Regions from separate parts of the Sus scrofa genome. Here regions 2 and 3 are each linked to region 1. Evidence: chromatin contacts called from public HiChIP or PLAC-seq data. All regions are on one chromosome and are shown on one strand. Each heading gives the region's core, a stretch centred on a gene start, on an enhancer-like site or on the middle of the called end of the contact. The rest is flanking DNA. Distances are from core to core; before and after follow the strand shown. Region 1 overlaps XPNPEP3 (probable Xaa-Pro aminopeptidase 3). Region 2 overlaps EP300 (histone acetyltransferase p300). Region 3 overlaps EP300 (histone acetyltransferase p300).

The links. HiChIP or PLAC-seq counts read pairs in DNA pulled down with a chosen protein or histone mark.
Region 2: an H3K27ac HiChIP or PLAC-seq map of alveolar macrophages shows a contact between it and region 1. The contact joins two enhancer-like sites. A contact is called at or near these places in 3 of 47 Hi-C or Micro-C datasets (embryonic fibroblasts and omental adipose tissue) and 1 of 2 datasets of contacts at active chromatin or transcription factors (alveolar macrophages).
Region 3: a contact with region 1 is called in an H3K27ac HiChIP or PLAC-seq map of alveolar macrophages. The contact joins two enhancer-like sites. A contact is called at or near these places in 4 of 47 Hi-C or Micro-C datasets (blood, epiblast stem cells, liver and 1 more) and 1 of 2 datasets of contacts at active chromatin or transcription factors (alveolar macrophages).

Annotation. Positions count from the first base shown.
Region 1 is chr5:7,556,155-7,561,075 of Sscrofa11.1, reverse strand. It overlaps XPNPEP3 (probable Xaa-Pro aminopeptidase 3), which reads left to right. Exons shown (of 8, transcript XM_021091468.1): 3 at 3,217-3,624. Among named protein-coding and RNA genes, the nearest start is that of DNAJB7, 16 kb to the left of the region's middle. Within about 2 kb of position 3,610, at least 3 of the 83 cell types and tissues checked have an H3K27ac peak or open chromatin away from gene starts, as enhancers often do. A contact at or near this core is called in alveolar macrophages, where this site is marked.
Region 2 is chr5:7,355,543-7,360,189 of Sscrofa11.1, reverse strand. EP300 (histone acetyltransferase p300) reads left to right here. Exons shown (of 32, transcript XM_001929213.5): 3 at 30-206; 4 at 2,896-3,163; 5 at 4,328-4,441. Among named protein-coding and RNA genes, the nearest start is that of EP300, 37 kb to the left of the region's middle. Within about 2 kb of position 2,454, at least 2 of the 83 cell types and tissues checked have an H3K27ac peak or open chromatin away from gene starts, as enhancers often do. A contact at or near this core is called in alveolar macrophages, where this site is marked.
Region 3 is chr5:7,318,672-7,323,422 of Sscrofa11.1, reverse strand. It overlaps EP300 (histone acetyltransferase p300), which reads left to right. Exons shown (of 32, transcript XM_001929213.5): 25 at 1,705-1,855; 26 at 1,982-2,128; 27 at 2,838-2,951; 28 at 3,718-3,883; 29 at 4,606-4,751. Among named protein-coding and RNA genes, the nearest start is that of L3MBTL2, 43 kb to the right of the region's middle. Within about 2 kb of position 2,317, at least 4 of the 83 cell types and tissues checked have an H3K27ac peak or open chromatin away from gene starts, as enhancers often do. A contact at or near this core is called in alveolar macrophages, where this site is marked.

The DNA of each region.
Region 1 (4,921 bases), core at 2,361-4,860:
TTTATACACAACTGTAAGCTGTGTATATGGAAATGAAATATTTGACTTAAAAAAATAATTCAAAGGAACACATCAGCTTGATCCGGGCTAATCAGGAAAAGCCTTTTGATTGAGAAGGGTCTACACATTGTATTGAGCCCCAAATCTTGGGAGTGGAATTGTTAAGAAGGAAGAAGAAATTTTACAAAGGGGATACCTTGTGAAATTCCGTGTGGCTTAGTGGGTTAAGGATCTGGCATTGTCACTGCAATGGCTTGGGTCACTGTTGTGGCGCTGATTCTATCCCTGGCCTGGGAACTTCCCCGTCGGGAGACGGGGAAGATAGTAGGGACACATTGTAAGCGAGGTAATAGGGAAAGAGCAGGTTGAATTTGTGTAAGACAGAAGGAATTCATTTCAGAGTAATGGCGGGAATGATAAGAAAAAAGTTGACCAAGTCACCAAAGATCACCTATTGTGGGATTTTGTTCATATGAAATCTCTACAATATACAAATCCATAGAGATAGAAAATAGATGAGTGGTTGTCAAGGGCAGGGGCGATTCAGAGGAAACAGGGAGTGAGTACCCATTGGCGTTGGATTTCTTCTGGGAGTGATGAAATATTCTAAAATTGATGGGGGTAATCATTGCACAATTCTGTGAACATACTAAAACCATTGAATTGTACACTGTTAGTGGTTAACTTATATCTCAATAAAGTTGTTACCAGAAAAAAAAAAAAGGTTAGCCAGATAAATGGGAGTCCCCTGGTTAAAGCCATTACAGTCTAGGTTTGAGTCTGAATTTGATCTGATGGACATTGAAGAGCCATTGTAGGTTATGAGAGTGCAGAGGACTGCCCATGGTTTTAAGAGTGTATGTATATATATATATATATATATGTACACACACACACACATATATACACACACACATATACACACACACTCATTGAAACAAAATTCAAATAATATAAAATATCACGTTAAGTAGAAAGTTTCAGTTTATCTCACTCGCCAAAGATTACCACTATGAAAATTGTGATTCTTTTCTAAAATCTTAATTTTCCTTTTTTTTTTTTAAACATGAATGGAAATGTCATTTAACTTTTTTTATACAGCTGTATTTCATGGCTGTCTCCCTATACTGGCATGTGCTACCCCAGGGAATAATAATAGTCCCCCACATCATAGAGTCATTGCAAAGTTTAGACAAGTTGGTACATATATACAGTTAGAATAGTGCAGACACATAGTAAGCATTCAGTAAGCATTAGATGTTTTTTTAACTATTACTATTAAGGGTAAGCTTAAGGATACAGCTTTTATGAGTGATTGTTTTAGTAGTTCTTTTGTTTGAGAACCTTAAGTGAAAGCAGGCTTAATTTCCATCTCAGAAGTGAAGTTTTCACCCATTCATCACTGGGCTAGCAGCCAGGCACTCTGCTAGGTACCAGTATTAAGAACTAACACATAAAATTTCATTAAAAAGATTAATATGGAATTTTGAGGTGAGCTTACAGGTATCTGAGACCCTTGAAATTGTCAAAAGTTTGTATGTGCCTGCATGCAGTTTAGTAAACAAAATAAATACATAGCTTTCAAAAGAGGAGTTCCCGTCGTGGTGCAGTGGTTAACAGATCTGACTAGGAACCATGAGGTTGCGGGTTCGATCCCTGGCCTTGCTCAGTGGGTTGAGGATCCGGCATTGCCATGAGCCGTGGTGTAGGTTGCAGATGCAGCTCGGATCCCCTGTTGCTGTGGCTCTGGCGTAGGCCGGTGGCTATGACTTCGATTAGACCCCTAGCCTGGGAATCTCCATATGCTGAGGGAGCGGCCCTAGAAAAGGCCAAAAAAAGAAAAGAAAAATAAATACATAGTTTTCAAAAGATTACCTAGAGTGACTTCAGATCCTTTGGTGGGGGGTCAGCGCAGGGCATGTGGAAGTTCAGGGCTAGAGATTGAATTCGTGCCACAGCAGTGACCCAAGCTACTGCAGTGACAACACTGGATCCTTAACCCACGGTACCACAAGAGAACTCCTCTTCAAATCCTTGCAAACCACATGCTTTACCAAATTTGATTCTCATGACAGACCCAAAAGATAGATAATATTACTAGAGTTTTGAAGGATACAGAGATGACTCTGACCCTCCAAGAGGTTGTGTATACCCAGCTAGCTGTTAATACAAGGTGGAAGGTGAAAAGCCTGTTAGAAAGATAATTCTTTGGAGTTCCCATCATGGCTTAGCGGAAAGGAATCTGACTAGTGTCCATGAGGACGCAGGTTCAATCCCTGGCCTCACCCAGTGGGTTAAGGACCTGGCATTGCCATGAGCTCTGGTGTAGGTCGCAGATGTGGCTTGGATCCTGCGTTGCTGTGGCTGTGGTATAGGCTGGCAGGTGCAGCTCTCATTCGACCCCTAGCCTGGAAACCTCCATATGCTGCCGGTGTGCCCCTAAAAAGACAAAAAAAAAAAGGAAAAGGAAAAGGAAAAGAAAAGATAATTCTTATGCCTTGGAAATTCAGAAGGAGAAATTTATTCTAGCTCTTGAAATTGGGGAGAGCTTTTTGGCCTTAAACTCTATTGTGTTAAAAATTATATCTCTAATTGCAATGTATACATGTAAGGATAACCTGACCCCCTTGCTGTACAGTGGGAAAATTTAAAAAAATAAAATAAAAAAAAATAAACAAATGAGACTTTAAAAAAAAAATTATATCTCATTTGATGGATAGTTATCAAATGCTTACTGTATTCTGGTTGTTATTCTAGGCCCTGGGAATATAACATTGAGCAAACAGACAAAAACCTGTATTTCTTCATGGAGCTTACGTTCTTTTGGGGAAGTCATACACATAAAATGTGATCCTTTTCCTCACCTTATGTATTGAAACTTCAGCGCAACTGGTATTACGTGCCTAACAATGCCTTCCACGTAATAATGTTTAATAAATATGTGAATGAGTAAAAGTATGAACCCAAGAGCTGGAAGAGATCTTAAGAGGTCATGACCCTAGTTTTCAGGCAGGACCACATTTATCATTTCTTCCACATTTTTGCAATGGAATAGAAATTTAAAACCTACGTTATATCCTTCATTCACCATGTACTATGAGGAGATTTGACATAAATGGAAGAAATGAACTTGGGTGTCTCCATCTAGTATTAAGCTGTCTTAAGTTCTTTGGCAGTATAGAAATGCAGAGCATCTCTGTTATCTGTCATTTCTAGGGGAGGTGACGCCAGGACTTTCCCAGGTGGAATATGCACTTCGCAGACACAAACTGATGTCCCTGATCCACAAGGAAGTGCAAGGGCAGAGTGGAACAGACCAGACCGTGGTTCTGCTGTCGAACCCTACATATTATATGAGCAACGATATCCCCTATACTTTCCACCAAGACAACAATTTCCTGTACTTGTGTGGATTCCAAGAACCTGATAGCATCCTGGTCCTTCAGAGCCTCCCTGGCAAGCAGTTACCAGCACACAAAGCCATGCTTTTTGTGCCTCGAAGAGACCCCAGTCGAGAACTGTGGGATGGCCCCCGATCGGGCACGGATGGAGCAGTAGCTCTGACTGGAGTGGACGAAGCTTATACGCTGGAGGAATTTCAACATCTGGTACCGAAACTGAAAGGTAACAAATGGGAGCAGAAGTGAAATCCCAGGCCAGATGGGTACTCAGACCTTCCCTGCCTGTTTAGACAAAGTTCCTCTTTTCCTAAAATGATTATCACAGCATTTCCCTGGGGACCAGGGAAAGAATAGAAGTCTTTTCCACAAGACTTTAAAGATTTCATTCGTTCATTTGCTAATTTTTCATTAGATTATTCAGAGAGACTGTTAACTGGTCTCTTTTGAAATCTCAGAGAGAATTTTAAAGTGGCTGATAGCCATGGGCCTCTCTTTAAGATGACTGACTAGTCTACTGATCTTTGACTACTTCTTTTGCCAACTCTTCTAAAAAAAGAAGTATTCTCAAGAATGATCTGTTCATCACCAGCCTCAGAATCACCTGGTGATGCATAATAGAATTACAAATGTCTGATGACAGAAATGTAAAATCTGCAGCTCCCACTCCATACCTCCTCAATCAAGCAGGATTCTCAGTGGGTTAAAGATCCAGCGTTGACATGAGCTGTGGTGTAGACCGGTGGCTCTAGCTCCAATCAAACCCTTAGCCTGGGACCCTCCATATGCCGCGGGAGCAGCCCTAGAAAAGGCAAAAAAAGACACACACGCAAAAAATTATAGTTAAATTTCTATTGAAAATAAGATTGGAGTTTTACATATAATCTACATTTAAAACCATTTTTACTTTAAAATGATATATTTAGGCGATTACATCACTAATACATATCCCATCAAAATATTTAGGATTTTTTTTCCCCTGTTCTGTTCCAAAGTACATTGTATAAAATATACACTCTTCATGTTTAGATTCTTAGGAATAATACGCATCAGCTTCTGTCAGAAAAAAAAAGCAGGGAACAAGTGGAGACCTGGTGTAAGTGGGAAAGATTTTCGTAATGACCCTTATCTTATATCTCAGGCCAGAACTGACCATTTCTTGGGTCTCTAAAGTGGAAACGAGAACTCTGGTTGTCTCTAATGAAGATACGTGGCAGACAGGAAAGGAAAGATTTTCCTGGATAAGTGTGGATTAGCACATGTTATACAATCTCACCAGTACTCAAATTGTAAGGGATGAAACACAACCATGAGCTGAGTACTTTTTCTGTCCTTTTTTGTTCAATTATGTAGCGATGCCTCTAGCTCAGTTGTGGTGTGGAAAACAATTGTCATAATTCTTCTTTAACAGTTAAGTAAAGCTTGAGTACAACTGTAAATGTAGTAAATTCATTGAGTAATAAAAAAAAAAAAAAATTGTCCCATAGGGAAAAAGCAAGGATTTATTCCAAGAATGTAAAGTT
Region 2 (4,647 bases), core at 1,205-3,704, 200 kb after region 1:
TTAATTTCTCTCCTTTTTCTTGTTCTTAGATGGGAATGATGAACAACCCTAATCCTTACGGTTCACCATACACTCAGAATTCTGGACAGCAGATGGGAGCCAGTGGCCTTGGTCTCCAGATACCGACAAAGTCTGTACTACCAAATAGCTTATCTCCATTTGCAATGGATAAAAAGGCAGTTCCTGGTGGAGGAATGCCCAACATGGTGGGTAGTAATCAATCTACAAATTTGTCTTTTGACACTTGAAAAGTTTTTTTATTTACTTTATTTTCTTTTTCAATGGCTACATCCACGACAGATAGAAGTTCCCAGGGCAGGGATTGAATCTAGATCCTTAACCCACTGTAGTGCATAGGGTTAAGAATCTGACTATAGCAGCTCAGGTTGCTGCAGAGGTGAGGGTTCAGTCCCCAGCCCTGCACAGTGAGTTAAAAAAAGGATCCAGCATTGCTGCAGCTGCAGCCTAAGTCACAGCTGTGGCTGGATTTAGTCCCTTACCCCGGGAACTTCATACACCATGAAGTGTGGCCATTAAAAAAAGAAAAGCATTATGTTACACTTTTATGTCTCTGCTGTATACATTAGGGTGTAATGGATGGCTCTTGTGATCAGGAAGCCGGTGCCTTCCTTCCATTTCACTTGAGGTTTGACAACCTCAGGTGGTGGTTTTTCACTTGAGATACTGACAGGTAAGGGTGCTGGTCCAAGTAGAAGCAAGTGGGGCTGCTGCAGTGAAAGTTCTGGGGTCCTGCTATATGTAGCTTCTCTTTGTGAGCAATTCTTCCTGTAGGACAAGAAAGTAGAACCTTCTTCCTCTTAGGAAGGACTCTGGCAAAGGATTCTAACCCTGACGACCATGTTTACTAATTTGTATCTTCTATTACACAAAAGTAATTTCCTTCTCAAAGTTATATATATGGTTTTGTTTGTTTGTCTTTTTGCCATTTCTTGGGCCGCTCCCGCAGCATATGGAGGTTCCCAGGCTAGGGGTCCAGTCGGAGCTGTAGCCACCAGCCTATACCAGAGCCACAGCAACACGGGATCCGAGCCGCGTCTGCGACCTCCACCACAGCTCACGGCAATGCCGGATCTCCAACCCACTGAGCAAGGCCAGGGATCGAACCTGCAACCTCATGGTCAGATTCATTAACCACTGCGCCATGACGGGAACTCCTATATATGTTGTTTTTAACAATGATTTTTGTTATGGGAAAATCTCCAAAGCTTCTAATGTTGCTGTTTTTCTAAAGTAAAGCTGTTTCTAGTTGTAAATATGTCAGGTAGTCCATGTTCATCTTTAGAAAAATTGTCCTATAAGGAATTTTATTTTCTTGCCAGATTTTTTTTTTTTTTTTTTTTTTTTTTTTAGCTTTTTCTTTTTTGGCTACACCCATGCAGAAGTTCCTGGACCAGGAATTGAATCTGTACCACAGTGGTGACAACAGCCAATCCTTAACCTGCTGCACCATGAGAGAGCTCCTCCATTTCACATATTTATTCCGTCCCATATTCATTGGTGCCTATATTTCAGATACTCCACTTAAGTACTGGATATAGAAAGATGAATAAAACACAGCATCTCTGTCACCGGAAATGTTTACTTTTTTATTGGAGAAAACACATTTCTTCCAGACTTTATAAAAACTCATTTTTCACCCACTTGAAAGACCCCTGCCAGGTCTCTCAAGAAACACTTCACTATTAAAAACCTAATTTTGACATTCTCTTCACTACAGATCCTTTTCTCCTTTGCACTGGAGTTTGCCATGTCCTCCTCTTTCTTTTGCTCTCTGTATGTTATTCATGCTTTGCTTAGTAATGTAGTGATTTTTTTTCTTACTAAATTGAACTTTTTTTTTTTTTTTTTTTTTTTTTGTCTTTTTGTTGTTGTTGTTGTTGTTGTTGTTGCTATTTCTTGTTGCTATTTCTTGGGCCGCTCCCGCGGCATATGGAGGTTCCCAGGCTAGGGGTTGAATTGGAGCTGTAGCCACCGGCCTATGCCAGAGCCACAGCAACGCGGGATCCGAGCTGCGTCTGCAACCTACACCACAGCTCATGGCAACGCCGGAACCTTGACCCACTGAGCAAGGGCAGGGACCGAACCCGCAACCTCATGGTTTCTAGTCGGATTCATTAACCACTGCGCCACGACGGGAACTCCCTAAATTGAACTTCTTGATCATAGAAGCCATCATTTATCTTAGATGTCTTAGAACCCTATACCAAAAAATGGGGTCTGCTGTGGAGTTCCCATCATGACTCAGCAGAAATTAATCTGACTAGGGTTCAGGAGAACGCGGATTTGATCCCTGGCCTTGCTCAGTGGGTTAGGGAATGTCCAGCATTGCTGTGAGCTATGGTGTAGATCACAGACGCAGCTCAGATCCCACGTTGCTGTGGCTGTGATGTAGACCAGCAGCTGTAGCTCTGATTCACCCCCTAGTCCGGGAACCTCCATATGCCGTGGGTGTGGCCCTAAAAGAAAGAAGGAAATGGAGTTCGAGTCGTGGCACAGTGGTTAATGAATCTAACTAGGAACCATGAGGTTTCAAGTTCTATCCCTGGCCTTGCTCAGTGGGTTGGGGATCCGGCGTTGCTGTGAGCTGTGATGGAGGTCGCAGATGCGGCTCGGATCCGGTGTTGCTGTGGCTCTGGTATAGGCTGGTGGCTACAGCTCCGATTGGACCCCTAGCCTAGGAACCTCCATATGCCACTGGAGTAGCCCTATAAAGACAAGAGACAAAAAAAATTTTTTTTTAATAAAAGAAAAAATGGGGTCTGCAGTATAGTAGTTCTTAAAGATGTTCATTGAAAAATCTGCAAGTCCATATTTATTAAGGAGGTAGCACCCTATGAGACCTAACAAATGTATCTTTATTATTTTATCCCTCAGGGCCAGCAGCAGGCCCCACCCCCACAGGTCCAGCAGCCAGGTCTGGTGACTCCAGTAGCCCAAGGGATGGGTTCTGGAGCGCACACGGCTGATCCAGAGAAGCGCAAGCTTATCCAGCAGCAGCTTGTTCTCCTCTTGCATGCTCACAAGTGCCAGCGCCGGGAGCAGGCTAATGGGGAAGTGAGGCAGTGCAACCTTCCCCACTGTCGTACAATGAAGAACGTCCTTAACCACATGACACACTGCCAGTCAGGCAAGTCCTGCCAAGGTGAGTGGGCTCAGAGGGTTTTTGTGCTCAGCACTTAATACTTATATATAGTTGAGTGATCACATATTCTCTTTACTCTATTTTGAGACTCCTTACTGATAATGCCTTACACTATATTAAGTTATGATACAATTCAGTTATCAGTCTATGAAGGAGTATCTAGAGAGGTAGTAGGAGAGGCGGTTTTAGAGACTTTCCTTTTGTGATGATTCTTCTGACTTTTATTTGCCCTACTTTAAATATTATTAAGGGTTTGCTAACTGTCATGTGGGCAGTGCTAACATAGTATTACACAACTTAATATAATTTGCATATTTTTGGAGTCATTAGAAATCTGTTTTTGGAGTTCCCATCGTGGCTCAGCAGTAACAAACCCAACTAGTACCCATGGGGACACGGGTTTGATCCCTGGCCTTGCTCAGTGGTTGCCATGAGCTGTGGTGTAGGTCAGACACAGCTCAGATTTGGTGTGGCTGTGGCTGTGGTGTAGGCCGGGAGTTACAGCTCCACTTCAACCCCTAGCCTGGGAACTTCCTTGTGCCACGGGTGAAGCCCTAAAAAGACCCCCCCCCAAAAAAAATCTGTTTTTATAGATTTTTATAATACAAGTCGATTACTGAGCTTTGTGGTGAAAAATAGGGGCTCCTGAAGCCAGACTGCTTGAGTTTGAATCTCTCTTTGTATGCTCTGTGACTTTGTGCAAATTACTTAACTAGTTTTTGCCTATTTTCTCAACTATAAAATATCAATAAATATTCCATGAATGTTAATAACCTCTCTGAATATTAATAACACCCTATGAAGAGGCAGGAGGTTTAATAACATTTGTAGTACTTGTGTGATCAATAAGTTAGCTAATAGGGAGTTCCCGTAGTGGCTCAGCAGAAACCAATCTGACTAGTATCCATGAGGACACGCATTCAATCCCTGGCCTCACTCAGTGGGTTAAGGATCCAATGTTGGGGTGAGCTGTGGTGTAGGTCACAGATGTGGCTTGATGTGGCATTGCTGTGGCTGTGGCAAAGGCCAGAGGCTACAGCTCTGATAAGAACCCTAGCCTGGGAACCTCCATATGCCATGGGTGCGTCCCTAAAAAGACAGATAAGTAAGTAAATAAATAATTTTGCTAATAATAATGTAAAGCATCATTTTTCTTCTTTTTAGTGGCACACTGTGCATCTTCTCGACAAATCATTTCACACTGGAAGAATTGTACAAGGCATGATTGTCCTGTGTGCCTGCCCCTTAAAAATGCTGGAGATAAGAGAAATCAGCAGTGTAAGCAATTAAATCTTTAAAGTTTCTATGTCAAAAATATTCTTAGACTGTCACCAAAGCAATTTGGTGAGATATAGAGTGCCTCTTGGTTGTGTGACTTCCTGCGACTGCGTAATGCTGTCTCCTAGATTATTTCCACTTACCAGTAACTTCATATTAATCAGATTAGACTTAAACCACTTACTACCTAAAGTAAGACCCAGAAA
Region 3 (4,751 bases), core at 1,068-3,567, 240 kb after region 1:
CGGGTTCGGTCCCTGCCCTTGTCAGTGGGTTAATGATCCGGCGTTGCCGTGAGCTGTGGTGTAGGTTGCAGACGCGGCTCGGATCCCGAGTTGCTGTGGCTCTGGCGTAGGCCGGAGGCTACAGCTCCAATTAGACCCCTAGCCTGGGAACCTCCATATGCCACGGGAGTGGCCCAAAGAAATAGCAAAAAGACAAAAAAAACCCAAAAAACAAAATAAACATCCAAAATGAATTATTTTGTTTCAACATTATTTAAAATATTAAACCAAATTAAAAATCAAAAAATTTTTCCATGGTCTATGTGATGTACTTTCTGGTGTGAAATTCATGAGACCTGATGATTTATATAAAGGAAGGTAAGTGGAGTTCCCGTCATGGCTCAGTGGTTAATGAACCTAACTAGTATCCATGAGGACACAGGTTCGATCCCTGGCCTCACTCAGTGGGTTAAGGATCTGGCATTGCTGTGAGCTGTGGTGTAGGTTCCAGATGCGGCTCGGATCCTGCATTGCTATGGCTGTGGCCAGCAGCTACAGCTCCGATTCAACCCCTAGCCTGGGAACCTCCGTATGCCACGGGTTCGGCCCTAAAAAGACCAAAATAAATTAATTAATCAAATAAAACCTATATGGTCTTTTTGGTTGGGTGGGGTGGCAGTCAGCTTTCGTCTCACAGATGCCTTTGCATGGTTTTTTTTGCTCCTCTCCTGGTTGCTTTTGTTCCTGTGCAAGGTGAAGCACAGCACTCAACAGTTGTTATTTTTTAAATATTGAAATCAGGACAGATTGCATATGGAGACTTACTTTTGTCTCTTTTGAAATAGAAAATATTTTCAGGAGTTCCCGTCGTGGCGCAGTGGTTAACGAATCCGACTAGGAACCATGAGGTTGCGGGTTCGGTCCCTGCCCTTGCTCAGTGGGTTAACGATCCGGCGTTGCCGTGAGCTGTGGTGTAGGTTGCAGACGCGGCTCGGATCCCGAGTTGCTGTGGCTCTGGCGTAGGCCGGTGGCTACAGCTCCGATTGACCCCTAGCCTGGGAACCTCCATATGCCGCGGGAGCGGCCCAAGAAATAGCAACAACAACAACAAAAAAAGACAAAAAGACAAAAAAAAAAAAAAAAAAAAAGAAAATATTTTCAAAGTAAAACGTGAGAAATAACATTTAAAAAGCATTCACTACCCCGGAGTTCCCGTTGTGGCTCAGTGGTTAACCAATCCGACTAGGAACCATGAAGTTGCGGGTTCCACCCCTGGCCTTGCTCAGTGGGTTAACAATCCGGCGTTGCCGTGAGCTGTGGTGTAGGTCAGATCCCACGCTGTGGCTCTGGCGTAGGCCGGTGGCTACAGCTCCAATTAGACCCCTAGCCTGGGCACCTCCATATGCCAAGGGAGCGGTCCAAGAAATGACAAAAAAAAAAAAAGAAGTATTCACTACCCTGCTTGTTTTGTTTGAGCTGAACTGAAATTAGAATGATACGAGAAGATTAGCATGGCCCTCTGCAAAGATGATACACAGACTTGTGAAGTTTTCTACATTAAATTTTATCTTTCTAGGTATTGGCTACATTGCTAACTTAACAAAATCCAGCAAGGTATCCTATTAGTATTGAGAACCAGAAATGAGACTTGGTTTGAACCTTAAGACTGACAGTAATAAATTTGCACCTTGGTTACTGCTGAACTTTCAACGTTTGCATTCCTAGGGTTGCCATCTACCAGGCTTGGCACCTTTCTGGAGAATCGTGTGAATGATTTTCTGAGGCGACAAAATCACCCTGAGTCGGGAGAGGTCACTGTTCGAGTAGTTCATGCTTCTGACAAAACTGTGGAAGTCAAACCAGGAATGAAAGCAAGGTATCAAAGGATTCCCCCTTTTCTTCTCATGCGGCTCCACTGTTGCTCGAATGCTCGAACGTGGTTACTGTTGATTCTAATCTGAGTGGGATGTTGTGGTTTTTCCCTCCAACATGAATTGTACAGGTTTGTAGACAGTGGAGAGATGGCAGAATCTTTTCCGTATCGAACCAAAGCCCTCTTTGCCTTCGAAGAGATCGATGGGGTTGACCTGTGCTTCTTCGGCATGCACGTTCAGGAGTACGGCTCTGACTGCCCTCCACCCAACCAGAGGTAGGGTTTGCTATGCTACGGCTACTTCTTGTTTGCCTGCGAGATTGAAGTTACCGTAAGATGAACAAGCATGATGGATGAGAAATTGTTTGATGTGCCTGTTTTGGAAATCCAAGGTTTCAAATGCACAGTGCTAAAGTGAAACCAAAACAAAAAGCAAAACAGGAAACGCTGCTCAGAGAGTTCCCTCATGGCCCAGTGGATTAAGGATCCAACGTTGTGACTGCTGTAGCTTAGTTTTGATCCTTGGCCCAGGAATATCCCCACATCACGAGCAAAGCCAAAAACAAAATACTGTGGCCGTGGCAATAAGGAAAGGAATATGAATAGCAGCCTAAAGTTCAGAATGGGAAAAAAATGACTACTTTTCAGAAACTGTACTTAAAAATCCAGGTTGTGTCAGCTGCCTTGCTGAGGTGTATATGAAAGAATGTCATACAAAGGGGATAAAGTATGGTTTAGAGTTTTCCATTTCCAAAATGAGTGCTGCCAGAATATATCTAGCTCAGTCAGTACTGACGGGCGATACGGTGTCTCAGGCCCTGCCAGGTACTGAGATATAATAGAGCCACGGGCCCACTAAACGTCCCTAAAGGGCTCCCAATCTAGTCATTGTCCTAAAGAACTGTAATATTGTGTGATGAGCATTACAAATGGCAAAAGCGAGGAGAACTCCTGTGACTTGGTTTCTTTCTCCCCTTCGGTACAGGAGAGTGTACATATCATACCTCGACAGCGTTCATTTCTTCCGTCCTAAATGCTTGAGGACTGCAGTGTATCATGAAATTCTAATTGGATATTTGGAGTACGTCAAGAAACTAGGGTAAGCATAAAAAAAACAAGTGCTGTTTTTAAAAACAATCTGTTTAATTAGTTTTAAACTAGTCACCACTGTGGTGGTATGGTGAGAGAAAGGTTAAAACATGGAAATGTGTGACTTTTTGCACTTTGGCTTTCATCTAGTGGAACTATAATCTCAACTTAGAGATCCTTTGATGTTAATTTTGCCAATGGGAAAGAAATGGCTATCTTAACCCTAGTTGTACCCATCCCAGGTTAATGTGTTTTGTTCAGTTAAACGGTTTGATTTGAACATTGATACTCATTTAAGGCCAGAATCTTAAACTGTACTTGATGCTTTTACACTTGAGTATCAAAATCAAACTAAGGTCTGGAGATAGAAAAATTTGTCAGACTGGCTCCTTACCTTCAGGGTGCCTGAGAATATTCAGCATCTCACCTTGCAGTTTGCGTTTCACTTAGCTCTCTTGTTGACATGGATTCATTTTCCTTTGCGTTATCCCCCCCCCCCCCCATTTTTTAAAGTTTCATTGAAGTGTATTTGATCGACAGTGTTGTGTTGCATTATACCTTTTCTTTGGTCTTTAAATACAAATTTACGGTTTTATGATCATAGATTTTGCCTAGTTCTGGCACAAGACTTTTTATATGATGTGGATTGCACACTTTGTGTGATCTTGGGGAAATCATTGGTTTCCGAACGGACTCCACTTTTGATTTAAAGTGTAGCGTTCTTTCTGGTCGGGGTAACCTTTTCTTTTGTATGTTTCTCCTCTTTGTATTATTAGATATACAACAGGGCATATTTGGGCATGTCCCCCAAGTGAGGGAGATGACTATATATTCCATTGCCATCCCCCCGACCAGAAGATACCCAAGCCTAAGCGACTGCAGGAGTGGTACAAAAAGATGCTCGACAAGGCCGTGTCCGAGCGAATTGTCCACGACTACAAGGTCAGGAGTGCGGTGATGGACTGCTGCTGCTCTGCGTTCTGCCGTTTTTACCATCTTAAAAATCTTGTGTTTATTCTCCTTCCTTTATGTTGTGAAATTAAGCTAATTTGATAATGGAGGGGGTTATTTTCTTAAATTACTACTAAGATGAAGTGTAACTGGCAAAATATTTAATCACCATTCATGATGATAGGGTATCTTGTGATAACTTAGAACCACTGAATTTATCTGTACTTACTCCTGAGAAGGAAAACATGAACTCAGATGTTTCCCTAACAGCATAGCAGATCATCCTGTAGCCATGTGATTTCCAGTGTCTGTAATTTGGTTTGTTCTGAGCACATTCAATGAGGTGTGCAAGGCAGGTGTCTCCCCCCCCCCCATTGCCCTACATTCTCTCTGAAGAGTGGTTAAAGGCCTTGCTGTCAGTGATGCGGCCTCTGCCATTGTTCTGGCAGGATCATTTGCCACTTGGTTATGTAAGGGCAGATCCTCTCCCTGTCCTCATAGGTAGAGGAAAGAAGAAACCAGAAATACCAGACCTCGTGCTGTCTGTGACACTAAGCATCTCCCCGGGCATTGCGCTGTGCTATAAAATCTCTGCCATCTTCCAGAAGACAGAGCTAATTCTTCATGTTTTCTTGTGTCCATCAGCTGTGACTGTTTCTGTATAGTAAATGCTTTTTTTAAAAAAAACCAAATTCTTATGGATATTTTCACAGGATATTTTTAAACAAGCTACTGAAGATCGATTAACAAGTGCGAAGGAATTGCCTTACTTTGAGGGTGATTTCTGGCCCAATGTTCTGGAAGAGAGCATTAAGGAACTGGAACAGGAGGAGGAAGAGAGAAAGCGCGAGGAGAACAC